Linked DNA regions of Sus scrofa: region 2 is linked to region 1. A link is a contact called in public promoter capture Hi-C data. All regions are on one chromosome and are shown on one strand. The core of a region is the stretch at or near the end of the contact, and the rest is flanking DNA. Distances in the headings are between cores, read along the strand shown.

Region 1 (6,478 bases), core at 2,366-4,865:
ACACCAAATCCGTATCTCCAAAACAGAATTCTCTTCTCACCTCCTAATAGCTACACTCACATTTGCAATTGCTCCATGAGGCATTTCCCCCATAGAGTCCCACTTAAACTTCCAATTCAAAATGTCCAGAAGGCTCTCTTCCCTTGTGAGTCCCCTGTGATGACGATGTTTAGTGCTATATTTAGGGTCCTTTCTCCTGTGTGTGTGTGTGTGTCTATTATAGATTTTTGGTTACCATGAGGTTACCATGAGGGTCCTTCTCCTGTGTGTGTGGGTATGTGTGTCTATTATAGATTTTTGGTTACCATGAGGTTTACCAGAAATATACGTGATTACTTTAAATCGATGATCTCGTAAATGATCTCATTTACTTTATTTTGTATCTATGCAATTTGATGAATGGCCACTAAGCCTCCTTTGGTAAGCATTTCATGATGCATGTAAGTCAAATCATTGTGCTGTACCCCTTAAATGTATACAATTCTCTATGTCAGTTATAGCTCAGTAAAACTGGAGGAAAACAAAAGAAAAAACAAAGCCACAAAATATCCGAAACAAACTCATGTCTTTCTTTTCAAGTCTGCTTCTCCCTTTCAACTCAATAATTTACAGGTAGCACCATTTGCCGAATCCCATTACCGAAACCTGAAATGTCCTTCCTTATTCCTCCTTCTTTCATATGTCTCCCATGTGAGTCTCCAGCACCAATTAAGTGGCTCTGGTTCTAATATCTTTACCAATTATTGCTTCTCTCTTTACTCACTGCCACGGAGCATATTTGAGTCCTAATCACGCCTCAATGTTGCAATAATCTTCGAATTTCATAACTCTGATTCAACTTATACACTGAGGCCTCTTCGTCTTTCTAAATCACGCATCATCAAATGGCTCCCAATTGCTTCAGTCCAGTGGTTCTCACCCATGGTTGGATAACAGAATTATCCGAGGTTTTTTTCAACCAATTTCATAAATATACAATTTACACATAATAAAGTACCTTCAATTTAAGTATATATTGCTCAATGTATTTTCAACAAGTGTATATTAATATATATATAATTATATCTGTGTAACTATCACCACCAAAAAAAGATATGACATTTTCATCATCTCAAAAAGTTCCCATGTATCCTTTTTCAAATTCTTCAAGTTTATCCTTCCCCAAAGAGATGACCCTAAATTACTGCCAGCAGTTTTGCCTATTCCAGAATTTTATATAAATTGAATCAGATAGGAGTTCCCATCATGGCTCAGTGGTTAACAATCCAACTAGGAACCATGAGGTTTCGGGTTCAATCTTTGGCCTTGCTCAGTGGGTTAAGGATCCGGCATTGCTGTGAGCTGTGGTGTAGATTGCAGATGCGGCTCGGATCCCACATTGCTGTGGCTCTGGCATAGGCCAGTGGCTACAGCTCCGATTAGACCCTAGCCTGGGAACCTCCATATGCCTTGGGAGCGGCTCAAGAAAATGGCAAAAAGACAAAAAAAAAAAAAAAAAAAATTGAATCAGACAATATTTACTCTTTCACATCTGGCTTCTTTTACTCAAGATAATATCTTTGAGCTTCATCTATGGCGTTTGAATCAGTAATTTCTTCCTTTTTACTGTAGAGTAGTATTCTATTGTACTAATTTCTCAAAGTGTTATCCATTCATTGTGCATGGACATTTGGATTGTTTCCAGTTTGGGGCTATTATGAATAAAGCTTCTATGAACATCATGGTACAAATATCTTTGTAAACATGTTTTCATTCCTCTTAGGTCAATATTTAGGAGAGTCAATGCTAGGTCTTATGATAAATGAATATTTAACTTTAGAAGAAACTTTATTTTCCAAAGAAGCTGCAGCATTCTACATTCCCACCCGCAATGTAGGAGAGTTCCAGGCAGAAAGCCAGGGCAAACATAGCTCATCTTGCTTGTTTCCCTTCTCTGGCATAGCACAGATCTGAGCTGTGCTGCCTTTGATTCAATGTCTGAAAATAATCATTTCAGATATCTCATCTAGCTTTTTTCATTGCTGGGATTGGAAGGGCAAGTCCAGTACCAGGTACACTATCATGGTCAGAAGCATAGTCCACCTGGGGAGCAGCTTAAAAAATATGATTCTTGGAGTTCCCGTCGTGGCTCAGTGGTTAACGAATCCGACTAGGAACCATGAGGTTTTGGGTTCCATCCCTGGCCTCGCTCAGTGGGTTAAGGATCTGGCGTTGCTGTGAGCTGTGGTGTAGGTCACAGACACAGCTTGGATCCCTCGTTGCTGCGGCTGTGCATAAGCCGGCAGCTACAGCTCCGATTACAGCCCTAGCCTGGTATCCTCCATATGCCATGGAAGCAGCCCTAGAAAATGCAAAAAGACAAAAAAAAAAAAAAAAAAAAAAAAAAAAAAAGACGCTTGAGGGGTCACCCCATATTAATTAAATCTGAGTTCCTAAGATGGGGAGAGGGTGGAGGAAGGGGTTTTCTAGTGTGCATCAGCCTTGACAATCACTGCCCCAGGGCGTAGTCCTCATCCTTCACTAAAGCAAGACCCTTTAGCACCACTCCTAGGCCTGCATCTTGAGTCTAGATCTGCACCCACATTCCCCAATCCCCAAGCCTCTTTTGTCACTTCTCCTAAGGTTCGCCATGCAGGACTTTATCAGCACGAACATGGTATTTCAAACATGCTTCTCCCTGTGGTCCCTTCTGGTCCAAAGTCTACCACGAATACTTATCCTTCAGAGTCAGCCAAAATACCATTGGCTCCGTGGGACGTAAAGAAGAGCCAGAGATTTCTAGGCAGAATGTTGTACTAAAAAGAATATTGGGACAACCAACAAATGCAAGGTTTAGTATCTGGTACCGTCACTTACAACAGAGTAAACTGTTATTTGAAACTTGGTTTCCTCAGGTATAATACGGTTACCTGGCAGAGGGATAGAGGAGATTACACATAAAATGCACCCAGCATGGGGCTCATAGCAGAATACTCCCCTCCCCACTCCACAGTCCACTCATAACATTCCCTGCAAAGCGCTACTGCAAATGGCATTTTATTATGTTTATATTTCTCTTTCCCCCACTAGACTGTGAGTTTTATAAATATCGGAACTACTTCTTTTTACCTTTGCATCCGGGAGCATAAAAGTGCCTGGGATAAGACAGGAGTTTGAATGAAACTGAGATGAATAAAGAGAATTTAGTAGTCTCCTGACCTCAAAGAGCGTTTACTGTGTTCTTCCTCCTCAACCCCAATTCACGCTTCGGGGGCGACCGTGCCACCCAGTCTTTGGTAGGGAAAGGAGAGAATGTGACCAAGACTGGAAAAGTAAGGATGCGCCTTTCATCAGATGAAACATCCAGAGGACGTTTTCACCGTGGGTTTAAAAGAACCCGCCAGTCCGTGCTGCCCTCCAGGGCGGCTCCGAGCACCCTCAGGCGTGGGACCTGGGGAACCTGGGTTTACGAAGAGGTTACTCCGCGAGAAAATTCTGAGGCCACTTCCTTTTGGGAAAGAAGCGGGTCAGGACAGGTGGGCGGGCGCCGGAAGCGGGGGCGCGCGGGCCTTGGGGGAGGCGGGGGCGCGCAGGGACCGCCCCGCCCGCCCCGCCCCGCGGTTGCCAGGCAACGACCCCGGAAGTCGCGGGAGGCGCGTCGGCGGCGGCGTCGGGAGCCGGTGAAAGATGGCGGAGGGCGGTGGCGGCGAGGCGGGCGAGGAAGAGCCGAGGACGCCGGGGCCGCGGCCCCCGAGCGCGCGGGACTTGCAGGTGCGGCGAGCGGCAGGGGTGAGGGCGCGGCGGCGGGGACGGCGCGGCCGGGGGCGTGTCGGGGCCGCTGTGGCCGAGGCGGAGCCTTCCCCAGACCCGCCCGGGGACAGAGTTGGGACTCGGGAGCCGTGGGTCTCCCCGGGCGGCGCGCGGGACCGCGGTGCTGGTAGAAACAGGTGTCTGAGCGCTGCTTCCTCGGGTGCCCCTGCCTCGCTTCCCCCACCCCACTTGCAGTTTAAGAAGCAGCTGTTGCTTTAGAATGGCATTTCACGGGGTCGGTTGAGTACTTCACAGGTTGGTGCTTCGGGCAGGAGACTCTGGAAGAAAGCTCTCTCTCCTGTGGCCATAGGGGAATCAGCATCACTTCAAAAGTCACAGCCTCTGCGGGCCTGATCTTGCTTATCCTGGAGGCTGTTTCTGGCTTGATCACTTAAATGTAAAGAGGGTTCCTTTTTATCAGATAGCTTTTTCTTGTAGAGGGGTAACCTAAAAAGTATTTCACCCTATGACTGCACAGCTTGGTTGTAAAAGCTACAGTACAGAAAAGACTGCACAGAAGAAACGGGAAGATAAAACTTGCTAATATTGAAGGACGTTGACATTAGCCAGATATGAGCGCACCAAATCTTACTACTCATTTTAGGGGTTTTTTTGGTTTGTTTTCGTTTTTACTGTCTCTTTGTAAGATCATTGATAAAATTCAACAACCAAACATCTGTAAGGAACTATCGTTAAAAATAGATGGCACTAAATCCAAGCCTTGGTAGAAAAGTTCTGTTACTTTATGGTCACATTTTCATTGTGTATCTGTAAATGAACGGATACTGAATACCTGTCCTATAACATACTGCTAAGCTCTGGGAACGCAGAGATAAATAGGACATCAAATCTACCGCGGAGGCTGTGACACTGATGAAGAGTATAGAAGTATAAAAGGCATTTCACTATTATTTGCAGAAATAATATAGGAATATTTTTAGCATAACGTTTTCAGATGGAGTATGGCTGAGTGCCAAGATAAGCTGTGCATAAAATGTTGAATTTGGAGAATGGAGTGATCAGTTGTCAGGAGACAAAGTCAAGGTAGCATAGTTCTAGTGTTCGTAAGTCTGTTCAGTAGTAAACAACCAAGGAGTAGGAAGGTCTTATCTGCCTCATCTCTTCTGTTGTACACCACTAAGAGACATATGCTGTTGGGGAGAAAAATGAATTTCTGGTCAGAACAGCTTGGGTTTGCATTTGGCCCTGCCACTTAGTGTGAATCTCGGGAAAGTGTTTTAACCTCTCTGATCCTCCGTGTCTTTATTTTCTAAACAAGAGGTGGTGTTGATGGTGTCAAGGATGAAATAGAGAAATGTCTATAAGTGCCTCTTCGGTCCCATGTTATCCTGGCTCAGTTACTTGCATAGTAAATATTTGGTTCTTTTTCCTTAAAAGGAGAGAAATGCTATCACTTGCCCTGGTTAGTCCAATCTAATGCCATTAAAGTTAAAACTATAACTTAATATCACGTCCTGAAAACCTGTTTCTTCTTTTTATGTGGAAAGTGAGAACAGCTTGGTTAATGATTGTCTGATACTTGACACTTAGACTTAATCCACTAGATTAAGGTATGATTAATTGTTGGAGATAATATGATAGATGTCCCTAACTGTGATCAAGCCTTACTTTCTACCATCACTTAGAAAATAGGATTTCTTTTCATCTCCTATCTACCTTCTGGTAGGTAGGTTTAGGTAGCTAACTGATATTGTTATGAATGTGATTTGGTATATAAAATATGCTAAGTATTGATAATGTTTCCTTTAGAATTTAACAAAAATGTGAAGAACTTGCAAAGACACCTGAAAACAACCAAGGTGATGACGTATAAAGAAATAGACTAGTATCAAAGGTTTAAAAGAATTGGATAGTGTTCTTCTCTCCAACTGGTTTCTTGAATATTGATTATGTGGGGATTATCGTGTTATTGTTTAATCTAGCCATGTTTATTTTGCCACGCCTCCTAGGATTTGTGGGCATCTAAATCTGGAGCGATTTCTGATAGCCTAGAAAGCCTTCCAGCCCTGTGAGCATCCAACTCAAAAGTGCACCTTAGTGTGGCAGCTAAGGTGTACACACTTAGGGGTACTTTTACTTGTTCCTGTTACAATCACCCTTTTCCTCAATGATACCGGGAAAGCCTCTTACAGCGAGTTGACTAGAAAGTAAAAGTACCTATTGAAAACTGAGTAACTCTTAAAATAAGCATGGCTTGATTAAACAATAGCAAGATAATCCCCATATAATCAATATCCAAAAAACCAGTTGGGGAGAAGAACACTGTCCAATTCTTTTAAACTTTTGATACTAGTCTGTTTCTTTACACGCCCTCACTTTGGTTGTTTTTAGGTATCTTTAAACCTTCGGTGCTAGCGTGTTTCTTTACACGTTATCACTTTGGTTGTTTTCAGGTGTCTTTGCAAGTGCTCTCTCTCTCAAATCAACAAGTAGATCTTGGGCCCCTTCGACCTCCAAAATTGGGAACATGCAGAGGGGAAGTTGGGGACAGGGTTGTCAGTGACAGTACTCACCCCGGGAACCTCAGGCTCATTAGTATTTTTGAGCATTTTCAGATCCCCTTGTCTCCTCTGGTGCCCCTCAGCCCTCCATACATGGCCTTAACAGTTGCTTAAAGTATTTAAGTATATGCTTCTGCCCCAGATTTCCTCCAGAATAATATGAAAGG
Region 2 (5,633 bases), core at 997-3,496, 750 kb before region 1:
CCATCATCAGCCAAGATGAACACTAAAGACCTACATGCCAACCTTCAGTCATAAGAAAACAAATTATTTTACATAAAGGCAGACTCCAACATCTGGGATTTGAAAGCTTAGCTTCTATGTTTAACCAAACGCAGCTCATCACCTTTGGCAGCTATTCCCTTAGCATTTGTTAATCAGGGAGAGACAAATGCAGAATCCCGTGGAAGCTACCCAAGGCAAAGCTTTGGCAGAGGTGGGGTGGAGTGGAGTTCACATGGGAACACACATGTATGTACACATAGATATGCATTTTCACTATTTCAGAATTTTTTTTGTCATTGCCTTTTAAAAAAATTCAACTTGGCTGCTATATTTCACTATTATTGCTTCCAAACATCTACGATTTTACACTTTCCCCAGGAAATTCAGTATAAGTTTTAAGTAGACTCCTAAAAGTAGTCCACGTACACTGTGGAGTATTATGAGCTTCAGGTCTCCCATTTGTAAGAGGGTATAAATAAAATTTACTTCTTAAAGTTACTGTGAGGATCAAGTAAAGTCCTGCGTAGCCAGGATCTGGGCACCTAAAACACACTCAATAAATGGTCACTATTACTTCTGTTACACCTATATGGCAACTTTTCTGAAATTTGTTTTTTTCCACAAACTCTAAAAAAGACTATGTGCTTTCAAGAGGTGAGAAAACTTTTACAAGCACATCTTATCACATCTAGATGTAAATGCAAGTATTGTTTGTATGGCTAAAGCTTGGTAGGCAAAGGAAAAACCTGAAATTTTGCATGTTTTGTTTGAGAATTATCGTGTCAATTACATCTGGTATCCAGAAGCTCATGACATCAAAGCCAAAGTTCCTTCCCACTGAAAAAAAAATGTTTAAAGGAAAAAAAAAAAGGGGGGCAGTAAAAAAAAAAAAAGACAAAGAAAGAAAACCAAAGCAGTAACAGAACAGACTGGAGAGAGAGGGTTACACAAGATATGTAATTCCACAATGACAATACTCTCTTACAAAAACAACAGTTAAAGGTCAGATATCTTCCAAAGAAGCCAGGGTTCATGTTTCAATGTTTATCTAGCTCATGAAATTCCAAAAGTACTTGTACTTGCAGCAAGACGTCTACAGTTCCCGCCTTCGACTCCTGGCAGGTCTGCCAGAAAACCTGTATTTTACAGTCACGACGCTTCCAACAATTAAATGAAACAAAGCTGGAGGGCCTTGGGGGTTCCAGTCCAATTCTTCCCTTTGACAGAGGAGTCTGCGGCAGGGAGTGAAGTTAACTTTCTCAGCCTTCTGACATCAGGGCCCGCCCAGAACCCAGCACTCCGGATCCCAGGTACCAAGTGGGCGCGTACACCCGGGGGGACCAGACGGGCACGCGCCCTGAGTCAGACCACCCGCGACCTCACCCAGCTCTTTCACGTACGCTGTGTGTGACCTTGAGCACCTCAACTTGAGCGTCTCCGTCTCCCGACCTGCGAAGGGGGGAGCCAGCGCCCTACCGCCTTGGGCAGTTGGAGGCGTCTGCCCGCCCGGACCCGAGCCCAGGCTCCCGCGCTCCCACCCAGCCCCGCGCTCGCGACACCCACCTGCACGTTGGGGAAAGCTGTCTTGAGTAGGTAGAACATCTTGCGGTTGGACAGCACATCCCCGCTGGTCATCTTGTCGTCGGCCCCCTCGCGCGTCTTCCCCTTGGACTTCTCGTGGAGGACGTTGCTCTCGCGGACCCGACGCACTTCGTCTCCGCCGCGCACGGCCGCCAGCACGGACACGGCCAGCATCTCCCGCAGGTCCACCGTGCCCCCGTCAGCCGCGGCCCCGGGCCCCGCCGCTCCGCCGCCAGGCTCGCCGCCCATGCCGAATAGGCTGAAGCGGCCGGCCAGGAAGCCCGAGTAGAGGTGGTAGAGCACGCCGAGACCCAGCAGGCAGAACACGGCCACCCCCAGCGGGGAGAGGCGGATGCCCATGGGGGCCATGGCGCGGGAGGCCCGGCACTCGGGGCGGTGGCCCTCACAGGCCTCCCCGCGCCCCGCGCCGCCTCCGCCGCCGCGATCCCGGGCCGGGCGCCGCGAGGACTACACCGGCGCCTGCTCCTCGGCGCTCGCGCGCCCCATCGCCCGCTCCCGGGAAAGGCCGAGCTGTGCGGAGAAGCCCTCAAAGCCGCCGTTCCGCGCGCCCGACTAGCCCAGGCAGCGCGCTCCCTGCCCCTTAGCCGGCCGGCGGGTCTGGCTTCCACGTTAGCCAACGGCCGTAAGGTGAAAGGGGAGCGTGGGTGTGTATCCGGGTTACGCAAGGGGCGGGGCGAGGGCTATAAGGCTCCTCCCTCGGGGCGGGGCGACCCAAGGGCCTGGCGGCAGGCCGGCTAGCCGGGTTCTCTGTAGGTGCGGGTTTGCACCGCGTCCGTTGGTCTTGTCGACGGAATTTGGGTTTTCAAATCAGTTCTAGATGTGGAGGAACTACTTGCCACGCACGGGAGGATGCTGAGTCCCTTGTGAAAATTTCAATCAGATCTCTCTGAAATAGAGCCACAGTGACAGTCTGGACTTCCCATCACTCTGGTTATTGAGGAACCGAGGAGGTTCGTTAAAGCCATTTTAAGAGCAATCTATGCTTTTTTTCGCCTGCGCTTGTGTAAAGAGAGCCTCCAGGATGAAACTGCCCCTTCCGTGCTCTTCCAGGCGCAGCGGGAGTGGGGAGGCGATAGCAGGAATTTTACTTGGTTCTTCGTGCCCCTCTCTAAATGCTTATGGACTTGTATTTGTCTGAGTGTATAGACTTTCCCCTTACCTTCACCTGCCAGAATAAACCATCCGCTATGCAGGTGAAGAACTTACCTTGATTCTGAGCCTTCACAATGTAAGGAAATATTCTGGGTTTCCAGGTACATTTTACTGGTACCTTCCTCCCAGAGGCTGAGCAGGGCGAGAAGTTGCTTGTGAAAGTCCACTTGATATAAAGGTTGTCCCAGGATGGTCGGCCAATCTAGAATATGTAATCTTTGAGTCAGTATAGGCCGTATAAATTCACTTATAGAATCATTTACCAGAAATAATTGCCTTCTACTATTCCACTGATTTCAACAATAATAGTGTGTACTTACTAAATTTTAATAGATATATAATAAGCCTTAATTTTATCTCTCACCTTAAAAGTGAATCTTAAGGTGAGCAATATTTTAAATGTTAGAGTGTCCCATAAAATCAACTTAAAATGCAGCCTATTTTACTGTTCATAGCCAAAAGTCATTGGTTTTAAGTAAGCTTTAATGTTAACGACCTTAGATACTGCAAGTATACAGAATGGATTATGAACTTCAGTTTCTGAAAAAGTTGTTAGAGGCAGACTGAAATTTACTGCTTCTTTTTTCTGTTTTGTTTTTTGTTTTTTGTTTGTTTTGTTTAGGGCTGCAGCTGCAGCTTATGGAAGTTCCAGGCTGGGGGGGGAATCAGAGCTGCAGCTGCCAGCCTTCGCCATAGCTGGTGGCAACGCTGGATCCCTTAACCCGCAGTGCAAGGCCAGGGACAGAACCTACATTCTCATGGATACTAGCTGGGTTCTTAACCTGCTGAGCCACAACAGGAACTCCCTCTACCACTTCTTTAGAGTCCATGGCATCTACAGAGTTTGCCATGTGGTTGTATAGATACAATAGACAAAGACTGTTGATTTCTTGGTTTCCCTGACAGAAATCTGTAATTAGCTTAAAAACAATCACAGCACAAACACAAATCAATGAAGGAACAGTCTCGGGAGTGTCGACAGCAGCAAATCTTAAGGAACTGGCACTATCCTTGTTGGCTTTAGGGAGCAACTTGGCAATTCTAAAGCAAAGCTGCTTTCAAAAGAAATCTGAACGTGAAGGTCACAGGGTAATTATGGTTACTAAATCCAGGGATAAATATGAAGACCAGGGTGGAAGGAAAGGCTTCATTAGGTTCAATAGAACCACCTCAAGCTGCACCATGAGATCAGCAAAAGATATGAGTTGGGTAATAGATAGGATAATATTAAAAGCATTATTACATATTCCAAGGATATTGGCCATGCTCACTGTAGCACAACACAAGCCTCAATGAGACACAGAGATACCAAAAGCTCCGAGGCCTTTATACTGTAGGAAAAGGACTTAAGAATTGAGAGCGAAGCTGCCGAGGCACGTGCAAAGAATGAACGTGACTTCCAGGTGCTCTAGTACTCCGAGGACAATTGATAGGAGCTAATAGATACTGATAAAAGACAGCATATAATCATTAAGAGAAACTTTGTGACAAGAAGGACAATTTAATTACATGTTGTTTTAGAACCTCCATAGGAATTTGATGAAAAGAAACTTGCATTTTGAGTAACAAGTTGCTAGAAGCTTGAAAAACAGCATACCTGCTAATGAACATTATATGAAGTAAATGTAAAATAATAGGTTTGTGAATTAAAGCAAACCGGTCCTTCAAAAATTATCTTTTCTTTAGGTGTTGAGAAAGAGAACTGCCTACTCTTTCTTCTGTATAAACGCTGATAGAGACAAGAATTGACATACAGCAGAAGCATCTTTAACCACCTAATACCTAACTGGTTTGCCAGACCCTGCTCTGTGCTCTCCTTGTGCTCTCATACCTAGTAAGGTCACCTGCTTTTGGGGTATCTGCCTCCTTTCACTCCCACTAGTGGACCCTTATATACATCTTATAGGTTAGTTTTGTGAATTTAAACCCCACTTTTCCATTGTGGTTATTATTATAAATACATGTAAGTTAAATATTATGAAAAGCAATCAAAATGCATATAGATACAAAGCTGAAATCTCCCAATGACTTGATTAAGACGAGTCACTAAAAACAAAAATTGCCATTAAATTGGATGTTAGAGAAATCCCCGTGGTGGCTCAGTGGGTTGGGAACCCAACTAGTATCCATGAGAATTCATGTTTGATCCCTGGCTGCACTCAGTGGATTAAGGATCTGGCATTGCTGTGGCTGTGGTGTAGGCCAGCAGCTGCAGCTCCCATTTGACCCCTAGCCTGGGAACTTCCATATGCTGCAGGTGTGGTCCTAAAAAGAAAAGAAAAGAAAAGAAAAAAAAAAATAGGTGTTAGAGCAAAAACTGTAGTCGACTGTGAAGAAAAAAATCATGAAAATTCAAACAGATGCTGAAATCAGACTGACTTTAAAGAAACCAAGCTAGTCCTTCTGGATAATGTATTACCCGTGTGGTTGAAACTACAACAAATAAATAGCAAAGGAAACCCCTGCCTTACATTAAAAGATAGACAAGGGATTGTATATCTGCATCTTTTTAAGTCTGGCTAAGGCGTCTAGTCTGTTCTATAATTCCCAGCCTTGAGTTTTCTCAGTTAACTGATTCACTCCAATTGGGACAAGTCACATGAGACAAGGACTTCTCCAGAATGTCTGGATGTTTTTTCTACCTCCCTACAAATCCCACCTGTCTTATGCCTTCCTTCTGTGTGAAGTGAGTCACACCACTTGTGAAATGTTATCAACATCTCAAATGATGACAAAGCTTTGGTTTGTCTGAATGATTCTCCACGCCCAAATTTACCTCGGAGAAACTTTAAGTGTTTGTGTTGTCTCTCTGCCAGTTAGTTCCCCTGGATTTTTCTTTTTTCACATAAAAGTGCATT

Evidence for each region. Promoter capture Hi-C pulls out the DNA fragments that hold promoters and counts their contacts.
Region 2: a contact with region 1 is called in a promoter capture Hi-C map of liver, with 7 times the contacts expected there. The contact joins the promoter of IMPAD1 here to the promoter of UBXN2B in region 1. A contact is called at or near these places in 2 of 5 promoter capture datasets (fetal skeletal muscle and liver) and 1 of 47 Hi-C or Micro-C datasets (embryonic fibroblasts).

The regions. Positions count from the first base shown.
Region 1 is chr4:74,434,787-74,441,264 of Sscrofa11.1, reverse strand. UBXN2B (UBX domain-containing protein 2B) reads left to right here and starts at 3,615. Exons shown (of 8, transcript XM_001924982.7): 1 at 3,615-3,750. The coding sequence starts at 3,667.
Region 2 is chr4:75,187,869-75,193,501 of Sscrofa11.1, reverse strand. IMPAD1 (inositol monophosphatase domain containing 1) reads right to left here and starts at 2,246. Exons shown (of 5, transcript NM_001243632.1): 1 at 1,585-2,246. The coding sequence starts at 1,971.